Linked DNA regions of Mus musculus: region 2 is linked to region 1. Evidence: chromatin contacts called from public Hi-C data. All regions are on one chromosome and are shown on one strand. The core of a region is the stretch at or near the end of the contact, and the rest is flanking DNA. Distances in the headings are between cores, read along the strand shown. Region 1 overlaps Car2 (carbonic anhydrase 2). Region 2 overlaps A930001A20Rik (RIKEN cDNA A930001A20 gene).

Region 1 (4,762 bases), core at 1,275-3,774:
TCCATCTTGGTTCCATCTTTTTTATCCCTGAACTACTTGTAGGTAGGACAAATTTTGGGTGGGAGGTTTTGTAGGAATGTAGTCCTCCTCCCTCCACTGCAGCTGATAGAAACAGATGCAGAGACCCAAAGCCAAACCATAGGCAAATATCGGGGAGTCCTGTGGAAGAATGGAGTGAAGGGTTGAGGGAACCACACGGGTCAAGGACACCACAAGAAGGCCTACAGAGTAAACTAGCCTGGGCCCAGGGAGGCTCACAGAGACTGAACCACCAACCATTCATTGGCTGGACTGGGGCCCCCTAAACTTAGGTAGCAGATGTGCAGCTTGTTCTTCATGTGGGTCCCCTAAGAGTTAGAGTTGGGGCCGTCTCTGACTCTGTTGCCTGCCTTTGGTGCCTTATTCCACAGCTGGCCTGCCTTGCCTGACCTCAGGGGAAGATGATGTGCATCAGACCTGGATGTTTCAGGGTGAGCTGGTACCCATAAAGGGCCTCTCATTCTCTGTGGATAAAGACATGGGGGAACAAGGGAAGTGGTATGAAAGTGGGACTAAGAGGCAAAGAGGGAAGGGGGCCTCAATTAGACTGTAACATGAATAAAAATAACACATTAAGAGTTTTACTCAGATTGCCTTTTTACATCCTCAGACCAACGTTTGTGAGAATCCCTTTATTATACTACCTTAGAGGATGGACAAATTGAAGTTCTAGAAAGTCTAATATTTTTCTTAATCACATAGCTAAGTAATCACAGTGCCCAGGGTCTTAGCATTGCAGCCTGGCTGAACCAATCCCCTATAACCTGCTACTTGCTACACAGAGGTCAGACAGCTAAAGCTCATGGGATTCTCACTGAAGGGATGTACAGATAAGATTATAGAGACTGAAAACGCTATGTATTTAGAAATGCACGTGCGCGCACACACACCAATTAATGAAAAAAGAGACCACAATTTTGAAAGAGAGTAAAGGGGGTGTATATGGAAGGATTTGGAGAGAGGTAAGGGAACGGAGAAATAATATAATTTCAAAAAAGAAAATACTCTAAAAATCTGTGCATTCAATAATGCTTGAGGGGTCTAGCTGAATCTTTTTCTTTTGGGCTTAGTCTGGCCCTTTTCATATTCTTAAGTCTCCTTTTTCAAGATGTCCAGACAAGCTTGGTATTTTATTTTGGTGGCTAAAGCCAGCTGCTTAGAAAAGAAATGGTTTATGGGTATGATGATTTGACAAAACTGGACAGGGCGCACTGAGTCTGTGGGAGGTACTGTGGACAGAATATAAACACTGATTCATATGGCATCCGAGCTTCATCTGTAAAGTTGAGTAATCTTTATTTCATTATATGTAGTATATGGCAAATTACAGATGTGTGGGGAAAGAATTTTAAATGATTAATAACAAGAAAAATGTGTATTGCAACTCTCTAGATACCATCATGATGAATAGTCTTAATTTGAAAGCAGAAGAACTTCCATAGCTTGCTTGGATGACACACTCTCTATATACATGTGCAGATGTGTGCAGGTGATCCTGCATGGTTTAAGTGTGCAGGAGCATGTAAGTTTGGATACATATAGGTGTATACATAGATGAGATGTAGCTGAAGAGATGGAAATAAAACAATGACTATGTGTTACAAATAGATAAAAATGAGATCAAGCCAAGGTACTAAGTATTACAGTAGTGATAGGTTCAGAGTTCTTGAGGAGAAAGAAGGTTGTGGGTGAATGAAGTTTGGACATGTGTGGGGTAAATGTACGCTACATTCTGATACCTCCAGCCCATATTCCTGTTTAAAATACACAGACCTTCTGTTTGTAGGATGCTAGGAAGGGGTATGGACACAATAGTAAACCTTTCTACATTGTCCCAGTTGTCACCAATAGATCCATATACTTATAAAATTTTACATGTCAATGAACACATAGTTTACCAACACTGTGTCTTTGTGTGTGTGTGTGTGTGTGTGTGTGTGTGTGTGTGTGTGTGCGCGCGCGTGCTTGGAATTCTCTATGCATCCAGTGTGCAGGTCTCTGGCTCAAGTACATTTCTGAGGGTTGACTTTGGGTCATGAGGCATACAGACTTCAAAGATGTTAGGATCTGGCAATGTGGGAGATGAAGAGAGAGCCAGTGACTGTTTGGGAACAAACACTGGAAAGTTCTTTTCTTGGCAGGCAGTGTTTTCTGTCAAACAGGCCCGAACCATGTGCTAAGAACTGAGGTCCGTATCTTCTTCAAGAAGCAACCTTCCCATCAAAGACACACGTGGATGGGAAACTCTCAGCATCTCTGCCCTTGCCTAGAGAGTGCAAGGCTATGTGAACTGTGCAAAACATTTTTCATATGTAACCTTGCACCTCTGTCAGGACGAATGCTCTTCATTCCTAATCCTTCTCTGATGTCTGAGGTAAGGCTTCACTTACTGATGTCATTCCCTGAGGTTCTACAGAATATCCCTTATTGGTGGGCAGGAGGGGCAATTTGCAGCCTGAAGCCAGCATGACAGGGCACAGCAAGGAAATTGTGGAGTTTTTAATTTGTGGAAAATGGATCTTTTAGTTTCAGAACCTTCGATCAGCTCACTTTTGTCTCGTTCTATAAAACAGTCTACTTACTAAAAAGCAATGAAGATGTCTGGTAATTAGCCTTATATATAACAAGATGTCTGACATGCCACTTTAAAAGAAGAAAACCTTTCTCGGCTCACAGTTGCGGAGATTTTGAGTCTATGGTCAGTGCCCCCTCTCCCCTGACTGTGGGCATGTGACAAGGGAACTGCTGTTTGGAGGAGCATTTGGGGGAAGCAGGTTCTCCTTTTGTGGCCCCATCAGTCCTGGCTCTCTTTCTAGACGAGCTTCTCAGGACTCTTACAGGATCACACCAGTTCTCAGAAAGTACCACTGGTAAACAGTGGGTACATGGCTGCAGGGATTTGTTTCCGTTGTAAGCCTGTTGTAATGGCTGACCATCAATAATGAACTGACTGAATCCTGTAGGCAGGCATTTGTTCACCCATTTCTGTCCCTGTGGCGCAGACAATCAGGCACCCAGAATAGAGTTCTCAATTTTATTAGAGAATATATCTAAAATACATTATCCATTGTGTTGTGGTATGTTATCTGAAGGGAAATATACTCTGTATCACAACTATATCAATTTTTACATCCTCATTTACACCTCTAGAAATCAAAAGTCACTAAGTTATAACATAATTCATATTTAAGAATAACTTTGCTACAAATATATAAGCTTTTTAAAATTTTTTCTTTAATATAAGATCTTGGAAGGGTGAACATTCATCTCATTTATAATCACAAAACTATGACTGTTTTACCTGTTTTGCCTAAGTTACTTCAGTTTGTCTCATGATGTGGACTTGTAATTAATTATCCTACCTTCATATGGTTTTAAAAATAGCATTTTAACAAACAGGCCTGAGTATTCATTATCCTATGGCTGTGAAGAGAAGCAAGAGGCCATGTCTGCTCTTTGCATTGCGCTGCCGTGGCAGAGAAAAGATGCCCTAAGTTGACCACTGGCCTGCCACTGTGCTGCCACCACATGAGACACCTGGGTCTTGCTTTTCACATTTTGTTAGTAAGCACAACGGATGAGAGGTAAAAGGTCTACAATACCAGATGCGAGTCGGGATCCAAATCACCCAGCCTAACTGTGCTTAGCTACAGAGAGGCGGTCACACTTGTGCCCTTCGGACCCCTGCTGCAGGGTTGTTTTACTTAAAGGACGCTTTGATCTTTCTATTCTTTAGCGGCTGAGCTGGACGCCAGTTGTCCACCATCGCTTCTTCAGCATCCCCCTCCTCATTGAAGTTCAGCGTACGGAAATGAGACATCTAAAAGACACAATGTAATTAAAGAAATTAGTTTCACAATATTACATACTTAAAGCAACATGTTTTAGATTTAAGTTCAGCCTTCATTGGGGGGCAAGGGGGGAAAGGGGTGTACACCTTTGATCCCAGAACTTGGGAGGCAGACAAAAAAGGGAAAGAAAAAAATTAAAACAAACAAACAAACAACCAGCTAAGTGCAGCCTTCACATGAAAAATCTATTTACATATACTATACAAATATATACTGGGGTCTTTCTTTAAATAGAAATTTTCATGAGCTTGCTTTTCTTGCTTTCCTTTTAAATCGAACAAAAATCTGTAAATTCCTATGGCATGTAAAGCAACATAAAGTTTTAAATACATATTAAAGTTGTACTTTCTGTCACAGAGAAGACAAAGTGCAACACGATAGGTAACTCCAGTCAGTTTTGGTCTTTCATGCTAACACTTTCCCTTGCTGGAGTCTCACAAGTCTGACTTAGAAATGAACAAGGAGCACAATGCCTCGTCAGCATGGTGGGAAGATTTGTTAAGCATCTCTGATCTTCAAAACAAGGCTTCTGTGTTCCCAGGAAATCGGTGGAGGCTGCCTCAGAGGTGGGTGTGCCTGGATGTGGTGCTCAAGAGGTTTTTTCAACCACCTACGTTGAACAGAGCCAAGAAGCATAGCAAAACAAAGGGCATCTCAGAGGAGGAACCAGAGCTGTGGCTCTGAGCTGTACACAAGACCTCCAGATCTTGTTTGTGGACCACGATATGCAAATATGCACTTACTATGGGATCTTGCCAAAACATGCAATTCATATGTATAGTTTCACACCATTTTCTAGAGTAAAGGGTAAATTCATTGTCCATAGCTGTATTTGGCACTAGAGTATGTGCAGGCAATAAATCTACCTATCA
Region 2 (4,762 bases), core at 699-3,198, 96 kb before region 1:
CCCAGGGAGTGGGGAGTTCTGACGGGGTAAGGTGAGGTGGGGTGGGAAGTGGGGACATCCTCTTGCATCTGGGGGACTGGGAATGGGATAAGGAACTGTTGGAGGGCAGAATGGGAGGGGGATAACAACTAGATTGTAAAAAAAAAAAAAAAAGATTAAAGATAATTAAAATAAAAACAAACAAACAAATAAATAAATTTGAAGGATGAAATTTACAGATCACAAGAAGTAGTTTTAGAACAAAGTTTATTAAAAGATTTATGAATATTAACAAAAGAGAGAAAGAGTAAGAACAGAGCTCTTATATACCAGGATGGGTTTCACAAATCATGTATATTATCTGGGATCTTTTTAAAGGATTATGACAGAAATTAGAGTGAGGTTGGTATCCAAGTACCTCATCTCACTTCCAGTCACCTAGGCATGTACAGACTTTTGGCAGAGATGCTCATTTAGAAACAACAACAACAAAAATGGAACCAGAGACTAACAAATACTTTAGTACTGAAAAGGTCAGCTCAGGAACTTTAGAAAATTCCACTGGACCCCTCCCCTCCTGGAAGTGAAAGGTCATAAAGAACACAGGCACCCCTCCTCTCCAGAAGGGAGGGGCTAATTACATTCCTTCGACCACAGGGAGGAAGGACTGAACTTGTAGACACTTTCTGAGACCATTGACCATTCACTTCATTCGCTAGAGACCAATTAGTTTAAAAGTCACACTGTTCTGCCAATCACATTGAGCCTAATGGCTGCTGCCTGGAGAACTGTATAAAGGCTTGCTGGATGGGTTGTGCATGGTCATTCTCTCTCCATGTGCAGGGCAACCCCAACATGTTAGAACAATAAATTCCTCTTGCTTTTTACATCAATTCCCAACTCTGTGTCATTCACTCAGGGAGTCCTGGTAAGCTAAGGATCACCAGAGTCTTACAACACTAGTCAGGGTAAAACATGGATTCTAGAGGAGAACCTAATGTGGCCACCTTCCAAAACTAATGCAATCTCTAACTACATTTTAAATATGTATCCTTATAATCAGAGATAAGTGTAGCTCTCACTCCTCAACAACAAGAAAATGCTTCTTTTTGCAGGAGACAATTAGAGAGAGCCACAACTACTCAAAATTCAAAGCAAATGACCACGTGATGCCCAGCTTCAATTGATATATCTACAGCACAATGAATACACCTAAGACTAAGTGGAAAATCACAGAAGAGGAGACAGAAAAATTGTAAAATCCAGAGGACTAGGAAGTCTGCTACAAGATTATGTCTTTTAGATATGCCAGGGAAGTACAACCATGAAACCTCAATACCACAGCTACCTAAACAAGATCTGAGAAATTCTAAGAATTGTCATGCTAACACACGAATGACATTTCATGAAGTCCACCTTGAGAGGAAGAGCTGCAATTACTTAACAACTACTGAGAGAGGGAGAAATAATCTCTCCCAGGACAAGCCTCATGTTTGGTTATGCAGTACCATACAGCAAGCCCTGGCAATGTATGTATGCATACAACACTGAATGAACTTAGCAAATTACATTTAAATATTTATTTGTTTGTAGGTAACAAGAAGGATTTAAAGAAGAAGAAGCCATGAACTTGAGAAGTATGGTAGACATGGGAATAAGGAATAAGAGGGAGGAGAGGAAGAGATAATACTGTAACTATATTTTCACTGAAACCAAGAAGCAAGCAAACAAGCAACAACCACCACAAAATACAGGACTAATTTTGACATCTTTGGCCTCTAGGAAGGAATTTTGGAAAACTGCTATTTTGGGGCCCCTGCCCTAGACAACTAGTTTTTATCTCCCATTCTCATAACTAAGATGATAGCCTATCTGAACTGAATCAAACCACCCCTTCATATCTGTGTTTCTATACAGAGACGAATGTCCCTGTTAGCCTCAGATAAAGAAGTCTCTCCTTGTAGTGAATGTAGATAAATGCAAAGATCCACGGCTCTACCAAATGTTGAGAATGAAAGATTGCTGAGGACGCAGACATAAACAAGACATTTGTGTCACCCTCAGGGAACACTGAGGAAATGGGGGAAGAAAACATTATTGTTGTAATTTTAAATGTGATGTCACTGCTTTTACTCATCATAAGCAGAATATTCTGCTTCTATACACCAACATCCCCACTCTTTGACTCAGATCTTTCATTCAAAGAGCTTATTTTCTTCTTTTCAAGTCTTGTTTTAGTTAGTATAACCAAGAATAGTTCCAGAAAAATAATATATTTTTTCTTTTTTATACTTATACCATTCTTTTTCCTTCTTAGTGTTTGTCACAGGTTGATTATCATGCATATTAAAAACATCCATTAACTTCCTCACTAGTGGAACAATGTTTTATGCCCTATTTCTTTGTAAGAATGAATATTTTGAGTAGCAGCTCCATGTCCTCTCTCTTTATGAGTTTTATAAGCTTCTGTGTTTACTCTTTTTAGTATCTGACTCCCTGAGTTTTCTGGCTTCTTTACTTTTAAAATGTTCTAATAAGCTAATGTCCTCCTAATTCTAGAGCAATATGTATTTCCTTTTTTAAAAGGAAGTTTATTTTAAGAACAAAATCAAGGAGACACAATTTACACATTTATTTATGTAAATGGAGCACAAGAATGTGCAGAAACAGAGCAGTGACTCATGCCCATGATGTCATTAAGTCTTTTATCTGAACCACATAAACATGGGCTCTCAGTCCAGTGAAGTCCCCAGGCCCTGAGATTTCTCTTGGTTCATCTTTTAAAGAAGGTACTAGATACAATGGCTACAGCATAATGATTTTATACATGTTAATATTTATATATTAACAAAAGTTAAATTAATAATTATTTGTAACATTGACTAAACTGTACATGTAAGCCAAACTACAAAAGTACATTTTAAATACTTTGAGAAAATAAAGGTCTGGTTTTTTTTGTTTTTTTTTTTTTAGGTAAAAACAATTTAATACAATTAATACTTTCCATAAGACTACTTAGAAATTAGATAGGCGTTTCCTTGTCATCAAATATACTTTATGGCTTAAATGTTTCTAATTAAAAAAAAAAAAAAAAGTCCTATCACTAACCAGATAGATTTTGATTTACTATTGAAACTGCCCAAGTTTTTGTTTGTTTGTTTAAGATTTATTTATTATTATATCTAAGTACACTGTAGCTGTCTTCAGATGCACCACAAGAGGGTGTCTGATTTCATTATGGATGGTTGTGAGCCACCATGTAGTTGCTGGGATTTGAACTCAGAATCTTCAGAAGAGCAGTCAGTGCTCTTAACTGCTGAGCTATCTCTCCTGCCCTGAAACTGCCTAGGTTTTAAGACAACTTAAACAGTCAGCTTTTTACAGCTCTGTGTAACAGTAGTGGTAGTAGTATTAATTAATAAATATTGGCTTTATATTCACTACCTGCCTCAATGGTTTACATTCCTGAATGAAAGACATACACAGACTTTATATTTTGGCATGCCTTTCACAGCTCAATAGCCCAGCTACTGCCTAAACTCCATGAGGTTAATTCTAAGTTATTACTAATTCTATGTTCTATCTTGGCTCTGGACCCAGAGGTCTGCCCAACTGGGCCATGCTCTCTTGGGTCCTTCAATGGCAGCCATACCTCTCTGCCATGCACTCTTCTCAGGCATGGCACCTCTCCTCTCTTCCACACTCTCTCAGCATGGCGGATCTCCTGCCTCCTTCCTAGGAAACCTACCCCTCCCCACCCCAATACCACCACCACATCTCTTCTCCCCAGTTATTGGCTGCTGGTGTCTTTATTTGTCAATCAGAATTAACTGGGGGAAGGGTCCCACAGTGTCTTATGCGGGAACTCTCTCCTGCAAACAATTTTGCAGACCCAAATTAACAGAATACAAGCAATATTAGGCCAAGCCCACTGTAGTAGTCTCAAATAGTTTGAAGAAATGACCTTGGAGTCATATAAAATCCCTCTTTGGAAGAATTGTGTATCCTTCAGCACATGGCTTAATCCTCTTGAGATTCAGTCTCCTTAGTTGAACAGCAGCATGACAATAGGGTCACTATTAACACATATGATCACCAAGCTCATATGAGATGTCAATTGCCCACATGTCTGATACTCAACAAAGAATCAAAAAAATATTCAGCCAAGTGTCATTGTGCTTTCACAACCAACGTTTAATATACCTTAACAATGCCAGAAGAATCCAAAAATCTTTAATATTTTGCCCCTTTGAAAAACCATCAGAATCTTTTCACAAGTTTCCATTGTCTTGCTCTTTCTGATTCTTTTTGCTTGTTTGTTTGTTTTGTTTTTTGAGACAGGGTTTTTCTGTATAGCCCTGGCTGTCCTGGAACTCACTTTGATTCTTTTTTAAAAAAACACCACTGAGGTTTCACCATATACTTTAAAGCATCTGTTTTTATTTATTTTTACTTCTCAAGTTTGTTACTTATAGCCAAGCATCATTACAGTCCTCTAATCCCTGGACTTGGAAGATCTAGGATATATATAGAGAGACCCTGTGTTCAAAACTTAGTAAAAGGAAGGATTGAAGGAAAAAAGAAAGGAAAGAAGGACAAATAAAGCTTGTTCTGTAACAAACATGCATGTTCAGTGTAAGAGGGGCTGCATTTGAATCTTATATTTCTAAAATCCTAAGAACAGGAGTGAAGTATCTGCCAGCTCATGACCCTGACTGGGGAGCACTCTCATTTTACATAAAATACAGATCACATAAATAGCAAAGACGTGGCTTTTTTTTTT

What was found. A called contact is a pair of places that touch in the nucleus more often than the background predicts.
Region 2: a Hi-C map of the G1E-ER4 cell line shows a contact between it and region 1, with 3 times the contacts expected there. The contact joins two enhancer-like sites. A contact is called at or near these places in 3 of 39 promoter capture datasets (the C10 cell line, the HPC-7 cell line and liver), 3 of 15 datasets of contacts at CTCF or cohesin (the G1E-ER4 cell line, large pre-B cells and pro-B cells), 17 of 484 Hi-C or Micro-C datasets (the AML12 cell line, the G1E-ER4 cell line, Th2 cells and 9 more) and 7 of 115 datasets of contacts at active chromatin or transcription factors (CD8 T cells, the HPC-7 cell line, embryonic stem cells and 2 more).

What each region holds. Positions count from the first base shown.
Region 1 is chr3:14,899,068-14,903,829 of GRCm38.p6, reverse strand. Car2 (carbonic anhydrase 2) reads right to left here. Exons shown (of 7, transcript NM_009801.5): 7 at 3,060-3,859. The coding sequence ends at 3,740. Among named protein-coding and RNA genes, the nearest start is that of Car2, 15 kb to the right of the region's middle. Within about 2 kb of position 2,524, at least 1 of the 459 cell types and tissues checked has an H3K27ac peak or open chromatin away from gene starts, as enhancers often do. A contact at or near this core is called in the G1E-ER4 cell line, where this site is marked.
Region 2 is chr3:14,994,582-14,999,343 of GRCm38.p6, reverse strand. All of the region lies in intron 3 of A930001A20Rik (RIKEN cDNA A930001A20 gene), which reads right to left. Among named protein-coding and RNA genes, the nearest start is that of A930001A20Rik, 26 kb to the right of the region's middle. Within about 2 kb of position 1,948, at least 16 of the 459 cell types and tissues checked have an H3K27ac peak or open chromatin away from gene starts, as enhancers often do. A contact at or near this core is called in the G1E-ER4 cell line, where this site is marked.